Regions from separate parts of the Macaca mulatta genome. Here region 2 is linked to region 1. The links are chromatin contacts, called in public Hi-C maps. All regions are on one chromosome and are shown on one strand. The core of a region is the stretch at or near the end of the contact, and the rest is flanking DNA. Distances in the headings are between cores, read along the strand shown.

Region 1 (5,821 bases), core at 2,885-5,384:
AATATTTCTTAAACAGGATACAAAGAACGTATATAGAAAGGAAATAAATTGATAAATTAAATTACATCTAAATGAAGACCTTCTGTTCTTCAAAGACACAATAAAGAAATTAACAAGGCAAGACACAGTGAGAGAAGATATTTGCCACACATGTAATTCACAAAGGACTTGTATCCACACTAAACAAAAAGCAGCAAATTGGTAAGAAAAAACCCAGACAATCCCATAGGAAGATGGGCAATAGGCTTTTTTTCAAAAAGGCACTTCACACCGCAGATGGAGTTCTTCAGAAGCAGACCCTGGAAAGGAGTTTGCGGTGCAAGATGTTTATTAGGAATCAAGATGTTTATTGTGAACCAAGAGGGAAGAAGCAGGATTGAGCAGAGAAAGGAGTTGAACTGCGATGTAGCCTAGCACAGCCTGGGCCAACCTGGTGGGGCTCAGGAGTGGAATTGCTTCTCAATCTGCCCCATTCAGGCTGAACGGCTGTGCTTTGGCCTTCCCTTGCTCAGTCAACACTCAGTCATACTCAGGAAGAGCATGACTTTGGACAAGGTAGTTCTCTGCTGTTCGGGCAGACCCTGAAGGAGCTGGTGACCATCTGCAAACCACACTCCCCACAGCTGAGCTGCAAGTCCTTGCTGGAAGGAAGACTTGAACACCCTAGCTCTATGTCTACTGCGTGTCCCAAGACAGCATATCCTAATGGCCAAGAAATACATGAAAAGCTGTTCAAGCTGTTTATCCATCAGGGACATGCAAATTAAAGCCACGATGAGATATTAATTCAAGCTCACCAGAATGGCTGAAGTTAAAGGGATGGACCATATCAAGTGGAATTGAGAACATGTAATAACTGGAAATCTCATATATTCCTGGAGGGAGCGTACATTTGTGGATCACTTTGTAAAACAGTTTGCCATTAGTTACACTTATAGATATTTACCCGAAAGAAATGCGTGCACGTATGCACCAATAGACATGAACAAGAATGTTCACAGAGGCTCTATCACAATAGCCCTAAACTAGAAACAACCCAAATGTTTACCACTAATAGAATGGATACATTTTTCTATGTTTATCCAAGGGTTGTGGTAGGCAACCTCTCAGATGATTCCTGCCTCCTGGTGCTCACATCTTCGTGTGGTTCCCTCCCTCGTGGGCCAGGGTTCTCCTGTGTGATCAGTGGCTTATGGGCAGCAGTGATGGTGTGTCACGTGACAGGAAACGTGACATTACAGCTTCCATCTTGGGAGCTCTGTCACTCACACTCTGTCTCTTGACTTATTTGCTCTGGGGAATCTAGGTCACGAGCAGCCCTCTGGAGAGGCCCAAGTAGTGAGGAACCAAAGTCTGTCAACAGCCTTGGGAGTTTGGAAGTGGCTCCCTCAGCCCCAGTTAAGTCTTCAGCGATGACAACTTCAGGTGGCAGCTTTGCTGTAACTGCATGAGAGGACCGTGGGCCAGAGCACCCAGCGAAGCCACTCTCGAGACTCCTGACTCTTAGAACATGTGTGAAATCATAAACGTTAGTCTTAAGCTGCTACGTTTTGGGGTAATACATTATGCAGCAGTGGATAAATAATGCATTAAGATTCCGTAAAGTAACTAGCTGGGCATGGTGGCTCAGGTCTATAATCCCAGCACTTTGGGAGGCCAAGGCGGGTGGATCACAAGGTCAGGAGTTTGAGACCAGCCTGGCCAACATGGTGAAACCTAGTGTTTACTAAAAATACAAAAATTAACCGGGTGCAGTGGCAGGGGCCTGTAGTCCCAGCTACGCGGGAGGCTGAAGCAGAAGAAATCGCTTGAACCCGGGAGGCCGAGGTTGCAGTGAGCCGAGATCATGCCATTGCACTCCAGCCTGGGTGGCAGAGCGAGACGCTGTCTCAAAACAAAACAACAACAACAACAAAAAGATTCTACAATTTAGCAAAAACAAATGAAATGTAGTTATACATGTTGACATGGGTAAATTTTACATCTGTAAAATTGTGTTATTTCATTATCTGAAGATCTTGTGTTATTTCATTATCTGAAGATCAAAAAAATGGGTAACAATGAAGTACAGTGTTAGGGGATGCAAGCCTAGATGGCACAAAAAAATAAATTAAGGAACTGATTATCATAAAGGTCAGGATGGTGTTTACCCTTGGGGGCAGATGGGGTGGACACCGGGAGGGGCATGAGGAAGGCTTCTGAACTCTTGCCAGTGTGCTATTTCTTGATCTGGTTGGTGGTTGTAAGGGTTTTGGAGAAATTATCAAGCTGGATGTTTCTGGTTTTGCCCTTTTTCTCTGTGTGTGCTATATTTCACAATATAATGACAGAGAATTGGAGGAGAGAACTTGGAGAGAGTACAGACTTTTTAGAGGAATTTTGTTGCAAGCAGGACAAAAAACAAAAACAAAAACTAGTAGTAGCTGGAAAAGAAGTGGGATTGAGATTTTCAAGGATGAGAGAAACAACAGTTGCTTTCTGCAGAAGGAAATCACCCACTGGAAAGGGAAGGTGATAAGACGGGAGATGGGGATTGCTAGAGCCATGCTCTGGAGTGGGTGAGGGGAATGGGCCTGGGCTGAGCTGATGCCAAGGCCCTAGTGACCTTCAGTCAGGGCTCTCCAGATAAATTGAACCAACAGGAGATTGACAGATACACACACACACGGATGCATATATATCTCCTGTTAATAAATCTCCCTTTATTTCTCTAGATAGATAATCTATCCATATAGACATATAGATGTCCCTCTCTCTATAGATAGATAATAGATAGATGGGTAGATCTGTTTTCCTTTCTATCAAAAGAGGCAGAGAAAGACTGATTGATTTGTAAGGCACTGGCTTATGTGATTGTGGAGGCCAGTGAGTCCAAAATCTCCAGGGTAGATCAGCAAGCTGGAGACCCAGGGAAGAGCTGCAGTTGCAGTCTCAAGACGGAAGGCATCCTGGAGGCGGAATTCCCTCTTCCTCAGCTAGGTCAAGCTTTTTCCTTTTCTTAAAAGGAAAGGACCTTTAACTGATTGGATGAGACCCACCCACATTATGGAGGGTAATTTACTGAATCTACTGGTTTAAATGTCTCTTTCTCTCTTTCTTTGAAGATAGGGTTTCATTCTGTCGCCCAGGCTGGCAGTGGTGTAATCTCAGCTCACTGCAGCCTCAACCTCCTGGGCTCAAGCAGTCAATAGCTGGGACCACAGGTGGAGCCACCATGCCTGGCTAATTTTTAAAAATTTTTGTAGAGATGGTCTCATATGTTGCCCAGTTGGTCTTGAATTCCTGGACTCAAGTAATCCTTCTGCCTCAGCCCCACGTTAAATGTTATTCTTATCTGAAAAACACATTCACAGCAACATCCAGACCAATATTTGACCAAATATCTGGGTACCTTGGTCTGGCCAAATTGACTAATAAAATTAGCCATCTTGAGTACAGTGTTGGCTCTAACCACTTTGCTCTTAACTCGCTCTGGGACCGGCGGGGTGGGGGAAGAGCCGCGTGGGTGGTAACGACAACTCTTGCCCTTGATTTTCACTCAGAACACGTGAGTCTGGATTCTTCCCCCTCTTAGAGAACATTCCCACAGCCTTGAGGGAAGGGGAAAGAGGATAAAATCATTGTGTGAATAATGTAAACCAAGTCCTCAGACCTTGATCTTTTCATTTTGGGTTAGCAGCAAGAGCCTGAGAATGTTACTGCTGAGTGAGGAGGATGTACATATGTATTTTTCTTACAGCTTGACCAGTCTTATATTTGAGAAGATAAGATTTCCCTGTCACACAAGGTGGCTAACTGGTGGGGCCAGGAAAGCATTCAGTTCCCCAGTGGCCTAATGCCTGCAGAGGGGAGTCGGCAAAGGTGCTCTCAGGAGCGGCGAGGGATCTCCCTTGGGGACATCGACCAGAGGCTTCGTTCTGCCGCCAGAATTTGGTGAGCAGGTAGATGCTCCGTGGGATTCACAGCTGGGATTGCTTTGCCCGTGAAGACACTGCACGTGGTGTCTTCGGTGGAAACGGCCACTGTCTTCTTCCTGCCCTATGAAGCCTTAGCTCCCTCGAGGACTCTGTCGTGTCCCCTCCCTCCTTCCGGTCCGGGCGCTCAGCCCCCGAGTCCAGATTCCAGCAGCTGCAGGAGAAATGAGCGGGCGGCTTCTCCCTCTGCGGCCACCAGGGGGCGCGAGGTGGCCGACCGGGGCCCGGCCAGGTTGGTCAGGAACTGGGAGATCCGCTGCCTCTTCTTGGAGTCCCGGGCAGGCCAGTGGGGGTGGAGCGAGGCTGCGGTGCCCCCGGCTCTCCCGGACCCCTCGCAGTCGCGTCCCGGGCTCCACCACTCTGGAGCTCAGGGTGGCCTCCGGCATTCGTTGAGCCAGACCCAGAGTCCGGACCGTCTCCCCCTAGACCCAGCTGTTTCTCCTTGGACTCAGACGCAAAAAAGGGGTCCCTGTCGCTTCTCTAGTTTCTAGCGCCTTGCCTCCTACTGGGGCTCCCCAAGGCCCGACCCCCCGACCCCCGTCCTGGGGGGGGAACAGCTGCAGTCATTGCCTCAGAGCCTCTCCTAGCCGGGGGACAGATACAACCGGCCCGGGCCGTCAGCCGGACTCTCAGTAGGACGCCCCTCACACAGCCCGTGCGTTCCGGCATAAGATGGTCCCCAGATCCAGCACCCCAAAAAAGATGCCCAGTTAAATTTGCATTTCAGATAAACAACAAATGAATTTTTAGTATAAACATGTCCCATGAAATATTTGAGATGTACTTACACTTCGAAAAAGCTTTCATTGTTTTTCTTGAAATACCAGTTTGACTAGGTGTCCTGTATTTTTTTCTGGCAGCTCTAGCCAGGAACGGATTTAGGTGCAGGGAGGGAGGGGGAAGCTTGAGGAGAAATAAAAGAACGTGGAAACCCTCACTATGCAAAGTACTTATTTCTATTTGGTCTTTTGAAAATCTGTCTATATAATTCCATTTATAAAAACCCAGCTAGCTTTTTAAAACTCTGCTTCTCTCTGTTTTGTTTCAGGTAAGATCAAGTACAACCTTGTCTGTGACTTTTTTTATTTTTATTTTTTATTTTACACAGGGTCCCACTCTGTCACCCAGGCTGGAGTGCAGTGGCACGAACACAGCTCACTGCAGCCTCTACCTCCCCAGCTTAAGCAATCCTCCCACTTCAGCCTCTGGAGTAGCTGGGACCACTGGTGTGCATTACCATGCTCAGCTAATTTTACATTTTTTTTCTAGAGACAAAGTCTCACTCTGTTGCCCAGGCTGGTCTTGAACTCCTGAGCTCAAGCAATCTTCCTATCAGGGCCTCCCAAAGTGCTGGAACTACAGGCATGAGCCGCCATGCCTGCCCCCCACCCCACAACTTTTTTTAAAAGTCATTAGTTTTCTTAGCCGATTTTTAAAAGAAGTGACGGATCATTTAAGTCATGGCACGTAGCTAAAGCTGCTGCCCTTCATGTCTATAGAACATTTTCTTCAGAGGAGCTGAATATATTTATATTAATTTCTGTTTATGGGCAAATCTATATTTTGCTATTTTTGGCAGGGATTTACTTTTTGATGGGGGTCCACACTGAATAGGAATGATCCTGTGGGGTAGACATAGGGACGAAATGATACAGGTACCACCTGTACACCATCCTGAACAAGACCTTGTTCAAGACAAGACCCTCCTGGGGACCTTAACTCCTGGGTAACTATTTCACACCCACTATCCTATGGGACACACACACATGCACACACACAACAAACATGTAATATGTTTCTATCACATTTAGATTTTGGACCTAGGGTCTCAAAACGTCCTAAGGAAC
Region 2 (5,957 bases), core at 1,344-3,843, 360 kb after region 1:
AAGCTGCACAAGGCCACATTGTGTTCTCAGTGACATTTTGTTGCACACAACTATATACAGGGCAACCAACTTGTTATGTTACTCTACACTTAGGTTCAGGGAGCTAGAGGAGTAACAGTATCATGATGTTTGGGGAGGGGTTTTGTTGATGTGATTATTAATATTAAAAACAGAAAGATATTAAGGAGTTCAAAATAACCCTTCCACCTTTTGACTTTGAGAAACCACTTTTTAAGTGAGGACTTTTGGTGCTGTTATATTAGAAGAATGCACCTAAACAATTCCACTAGATCTCGGGCATGGTATACTTGAACATGACTAAAAATTTTGGTTAGGGGTATTTTACTTTGGTCCAAAGCAGAGAGAAAATACTGATCCTACAGACAATTGAATTATTTGCTGTGTAAAACTTCTTATTTAATACTACTCTGGATTGAAAGGGTGAGGATTAAAACTTCAAATAGTGGGTGGTGATTTGGAAGGAAAATAACATTTTAAAAAGAGGAAATTTCTGTGCACCAAGGTTAATTCCATACTTAGTCCTGCAGCATCGGCTAAAAATTGTGTAATTTTTCCCCTTCACACAATGTTGTTTTTGTTTCTTCCTCACCAGTTCAGACAAACATCTGTTATACTGTAGAAGGACAACTATCTCCCAAACCACGGAGTACGCCTGCAGCCAAAATCAACAACGCGAGCCCCAAGCATCGAGCACAGTCAGCCTTTATATCCAGCCGGGATAACATTTCACATGTTTTGATTAAAATTAGCTAATTTGTAATTCTAGAACCTATGAAACTTAAAAGCTGCCATCCATATACATCACATTAGGCAGTGTTTTAAAGGGCCAGAGCTGGTTGCGATTTCCTAGTGGCTTTCACCTCTCTCCCCTTTCCCCACCCCCAACCTAAAATGAAATGCAAAAGTAATCTGGAAATGCAGGACAGTAGGCAAGGGTAAGTGAAGAAGGATGGTTATTATGGACTGTTTAAATTTTGTTCCTATCAAAAAACAACAACTTCTACTGGTCTTAAAAATATATATAACTGTCCATCATTGGAATCAACGGTGGTTTCCATCATAAGAAATGGTATTGATTTTCAAGGCAAATCTCCCTTAACTCTCCGTTGGACTCATGCTGCACCTCTAGCTTCCAGGTACTAAGTTCCTTATCCAGTAATAAAACCCCTAATTCTGATATTTAGGTTGCTTCTGACATTTCCGAGAGGAAAGTAAAGCTAAGCATATGCACCTAGGTACACATACATATATGATGTATATCTATGCGTCCCCTGCTAAGCGTGAGCTATGATAGAAAATGTTTGTTCTAATGAAGAAAGCGTCAAAGCTCAATAAATTTGACTTACTTGCATACCATTTTCATCCAGTTTGTCTTTTAAATACAAACTGAACCAAAACTGGCCAAGTAGTAGTATTTAGCCACCTGGTAGTATTAAGGATTTCATGCAGAAGATGGGGAACACCAAGAAGACCGCAAAATGCAAACCTGCTACTTTTTGATGGCTCGCAGAAAAATAAATTGTTTTAAATCAATAGAGACTCGTGAAATCAATACAGAATAAAACCCTCACCCAGGCAAAAGCCGCAACTTCATGGAAAATAAGGGGCTGGGGGGCAACGAGAGGGTCCGGAGCCGAGCAGTGCTCTTGTGCAATCGCTCTAACGCGAACAGCTGGAGCGCCAGGCTACTGCGCTCTCCACCTCTGGTGCACCGCTGGCCTGGCGGGGAGCCCGGCCTCGCCGAGAGGACTCCGGGCCGGCCTTTGCGAACAATGGGCAGGCGCCCTGCAAAGGCCGCCCTCAGACAGCTGTCCTCCAGCGGGGCTGGCCGGGGTCTGCTTCGCTGGGAAGTGAGGCAGGCAGAGGCGAGCGAGAGGCGGAGGCTGCCAGTGGAGAGGAGCGGGCGGGGGTGGGCGAGGCGAGCGGTCAGGACCGTGCCCAGACCCGCGCCTCTCGGGCCGCAGCTCGCCGGGCACTGACGGGCTCTTCACGCCGTCGCAGCTGGTTGGTTGGGGGGAAGCGGGATTGAGGAGAAGGAGGGTGAGCTAGGGGAGAGGGGTGGAATAGAGCTCTCTCCGGGGTGCCCCGGCCAGGTGGCTCCTAACTTTGGAGGGAACCTGAGAATGATTCCCAAAAAGCGGGGGAGAAACTGCACCGTCCACTGGGAAAGCCTCTTCCCCTGCCCACCGCCGCTCGGGTCCCCGGTGCCCTCGCTCTGAAACGCGCCAGTGCCAACCTGGGGTTCGTAAGGTTAAATAGTATGTGGTCCCCCCTCATCAAATCTGAGGTTGGCAACAATTTCGGGGATGCAGCCCGCGAGTTGGCCTCTGCTTTACACCTGGAGGCGCGGAGCCGTTCTGGGCATCCTACAGAAACTGACAAGCGCGCCCCGGTACCCCCCAGATCCATACCACGGCCCACGGGGAGCGGGCGCAAGTAAGAAGTCAGTCTCCCTGGCCCCCGAGATCCAAAAATACCTTCATCTCCTCATTGATCTCCCTTTTCACTGGGTGAGCCGGCTTCCTGCTCCGTTTATTTTCCGGAGGTCTCCCTTCTTTCTCCATTTCTGCCATGTTTTTGTGTCTGGTTTCTGTGGAGATGAAATGGCTGCTGCCGCCGCCGGCGGTGGTGGTGGTGGTGGCGGCGGCGGCGGCGGCGGTGGAGGTGGTGCTGATGGTGGCGAGGCTGGCGGAGGTAGCGGTGCTGGCGGGGCCGGGCCGGGCCGCGAGGGGGAGGGCGGGCGGGCGCCGAGAAGCGGGGTCTCTTCTAGCGGCGGAGGACGTCAGTGGCTGTCACGGGGAAGGGTAGTTCGAAGAGTCTCGGGGATGCAGCCGCCGCCGCTCCGGCTCCTGCTGCCGCCGCCGCCGCCGCCGCCGCCAACGCCGCCGCTGCTGCCGCTGCCCCTGCCGCCCTCGCTGCCGCTGCCGCTCCCGCCGCCGCCGCCGCCGGGCCGCATCCTCGGGGCCCCGTGGAGTCGTCAGCCATCTTCCGTCGCTCTGTCCGTCGGCATGGGCGCGGGGAGCGAGGGCCGGCGCGGAGAGCGGCCCCGGGCGTGCGTGCGCGGCTGTGTGTGAGCCCGGGAGAGCGCGCCAGCCCCGGCGCCCAGCGCCTCCCGCGAGCCGAGCCGGGGGCGGGCCGGGGGCTGGCGCGGGAGGAGGGGAGGGAGCGCGGCCGGGAGGGGGTCGGAGGGAGGGGAAAGGTGGGGGGGCGAGGACAGCCCCCAGGCTCTCGAGCGGGCGTGGCTTCCACCGTCACTGGATACGCGGATGCTGCGCGGCTTCGGGGGCTGCTCGCGGCCTCCTGTTCATCCGCGGCGGCCACGGGCGGCTCGCGGCGCCCCCCGCGGCCGCTAACTCCCAGCCACGCGCCGGGGGCGCCGGCGCCCGCTCCGAACCCAGCCCTGCTCCTCAGCTCCGCGACGTGGGCTGGGTTGCGTGTGGAGTTGGTTTTTGAGCCCGTCCTAGGAGCCGCTGAGGAAGAATGAATGGGGGTGAATCGAGGAGGTTGAGCGGTGGGAGGGCGCGAGACCTGAGGTCGCCTGGCTAGAGGGCCGCCGTCCCCCGGGGAGGGTTGACTGAGCCTGCCGCCTCGAGGGTGCAGCGCTGGGGTCTCGGGGGAAGGAACCCACAGCCCCGACGCGCTTCCCCCCACTGAGCTGCCAGGATAGAGTTTCCCCCTCCGGGGGCCACCGCAGAGTGCGCGGAGGCTGGAGACCCCTTGGAGAGGTCCCCGTGCCCGACCCGGCCGGTGCTCCACGCGGCGCTGCCTCGGACTGCGCTGGCAATGAAGCTTTTGCCTCGCAAAGAACCACTTAGAAGTAGGACATCTCGGCCTTCAGCCCCTTGATTTCTTTTTCCCCTTGTTCCTTCTCTCTTTATCTCTTTCTCACTTATGCTCTGCTTCAAAGCAACAGCTTTACGCGTGACCCCGCCTGCACCCTTATCTGGCTGCCCTGGGTTTCGCCCAAAAGGTTGGGCTGAGTGGGAGCTTCTGGGAGAACACGGTCCCGCGTAGGGTCCCGCTCACCCGGAGTCCGGGCGCCCTCGCCACGCCCCGGTGGGATCCTCCCCTCCCCGCCCGGTTGCACTTTCTCCTCCCGACTTCCCAGCTAGCGCCTGCCCTCCATGGAGCGGTGCTCGCTCCTCTGCGCTCACACGTCCTCTCTTTGGCCCTCTCCTGCCACGCCTGGGGACGAGGTCTGATTGAGTCTGTCCCTGTCCCTGGGTTGAGGCATTGGGGGTGACGGTTGGATGATGTTTCTGGGAGACGCGCGGTTCTGAGCGCTCCCACACGCTGCGGAGGACAAATTGACGTTCCCAGCTTCTCTTTCCCGCGCCGCGACACTTCATAATTACCTGACACAATGCGATATGGGGGGTGTCCATTGTTCCACTGTGTGTTACTGTGGAGTGTTCGTTATGACAGTGGTGGAACTTAAAATTACACAATTTTTTTTTAAGTTCCTAAAAGAATGAATTTCGTGTGGGGATATGAGTAAGCTTTCCATTAAATCTCAGTTTGGCCTGTCAAACAAGGCTCATTCTGGGTATTACAAAGCCTGATTTGCATTTTAGCACTGTTTCGTAAACGTCAAATTAGAGATATTTGGGCGTGTACGCAGGAGAGCTGAGTACCTCCACGTTGCCTATTTTGCATTTTAGCATCATTTTGTTTTTCATAAAGGCCAACTTAAAAACATCTGGGAGTGCACCCAGGAGGGCTGAGTACCTCCTCCCTCCTGATTTCTTCTCTTCACCGTCGCGGGGGGAAGCGAGGGGAAGCTGCACCATGCTCCGCGTGGCTGCCTGGATCCTGGGCAAGCCAGGAGGCTAGAGCGAGCCAGGCTTTGCGCCTGCAAGGGGTCCGCACGAGAAACACTTGCGCCGAGGAAAAGTTAAAATTCCTGGGACGACGAAGAGTCAAGAGAGGAGGACTGATGAGGTTTTAGGGAGAGCTTTGCAGTATAGGCGTCCTGTATTTGCAATGTTCCCAGTAGCCTCTGAGAACTTATCCAGGTACACACTCAGGTCGTGAGCCGCGAGTCCTCTGGCCGGGTCTCAAACCCCGCAGCAGCCCACAGCGCACCTACGACGACCCAATAACGCGGAGAGGAGCCTAAGGCTGTCGCAGCAACTTTCCCCCTGCTCCTGGAATGATAGTGCAACATTCGCCAGTGTGTGAGTGGGTCTATTTTGCAGTGGGGAGTATCTCCCTAATGCTCTTGCTGGGAGGGGGAGAGGAAGAGAGAGCCTTTTGGTTTTTTAAATCTGAATTTCATCCAAAACATCTGATAAATAATATGTGGGTTGTAGAGTTGTTTTCTCTGTTTGATCCTGTTAGTCTTTAATGAGGGAAATAGTGAAAAAACTTTGGGGGGATGCTTTTTAATATTTAAAACTGTGGAAACATATGTTGTAAACTACGCAAAAAATAAGCCTTTTGTCTTCTGTAAACATATTTAAGCCCCCTCTGTTTCCTTTGGTGCCAGGAGCATTACAATTGATTCACTGTTGAGCAGCTGGTATCAAATAACAAGTTATATACCCCAAGTCCTAAGATACAGTTTCACAAGTTAAGAATAAAATAAACAGAAAAGGTGAACTGTAGCCCAGAGTTATATTTAGAGGCAGCTATACTTCCTTTAAAGAAAATTACTTACTCTGTGATGGTTCAGGCATTTAATAAAAATAATGATCTTAAACAGTCACCTGTTCCTTCACAAGCATATGTCCTTCAGAAAACTGAGGTGAGAACATTGTATTGAAATCCACAATGCACATCTTTGGTGACAGAAAGAAGGCTCATAAAGTATATATGAGGAAAACTTTTAGTCTAGAATGAACTTCAGAAGTAATGATGATTGTTACACCTTTTAATGACCCTAGGTTTCTTCACATGTACTGTAGATGAAGACAATTATAACAACAGATGATGCT

The links. A called contact is a pair of places that touch in the nucleus more often than the background predicts.
Region 2: a Hi-C map of fetal cortical plate shows a contact between it and region 1, with 2.4 times the contacts expected there. The contact joins the promoter of SOBP here to the enhancer-like site in region 1. A contact is called at or near these places in 2 of 14 Hi-C or Micro-C datasets (fetal cortex germinal zone and fetal cortical plate).

What each region holds. Positions count from the first base shown.
Region 1 is chr4:77,929,732-77,935,552 of T2T-MMU8v2.0, forward strand. No RefSeq gene overlaps it. Among named protein-coding and RNA genes, the nearest start is that of SCML4, 25 kb to the right of the region's middle. Within about 2 kb of position 4,135, at least 9 of the 40 cell types and tissues checked have an H3K27ac peak or open chromatin away from gene starts, as enhancers often do. A contact at or near this core is called in fetal cortex germinal zone and fetal cortical plate, where this site is marked.
Region 2 is chr4:78,291,904-78,297,860 of T2T-MMU8v2.0, forward strand. It overlaps SOBP (sine oculis binding protein homolog), which reads right to left and starts at 2,594. Exons shown (of 6, transcript NM_001104534.1): 1 at 2,499-2,594. The coding sequence starts at 2,594.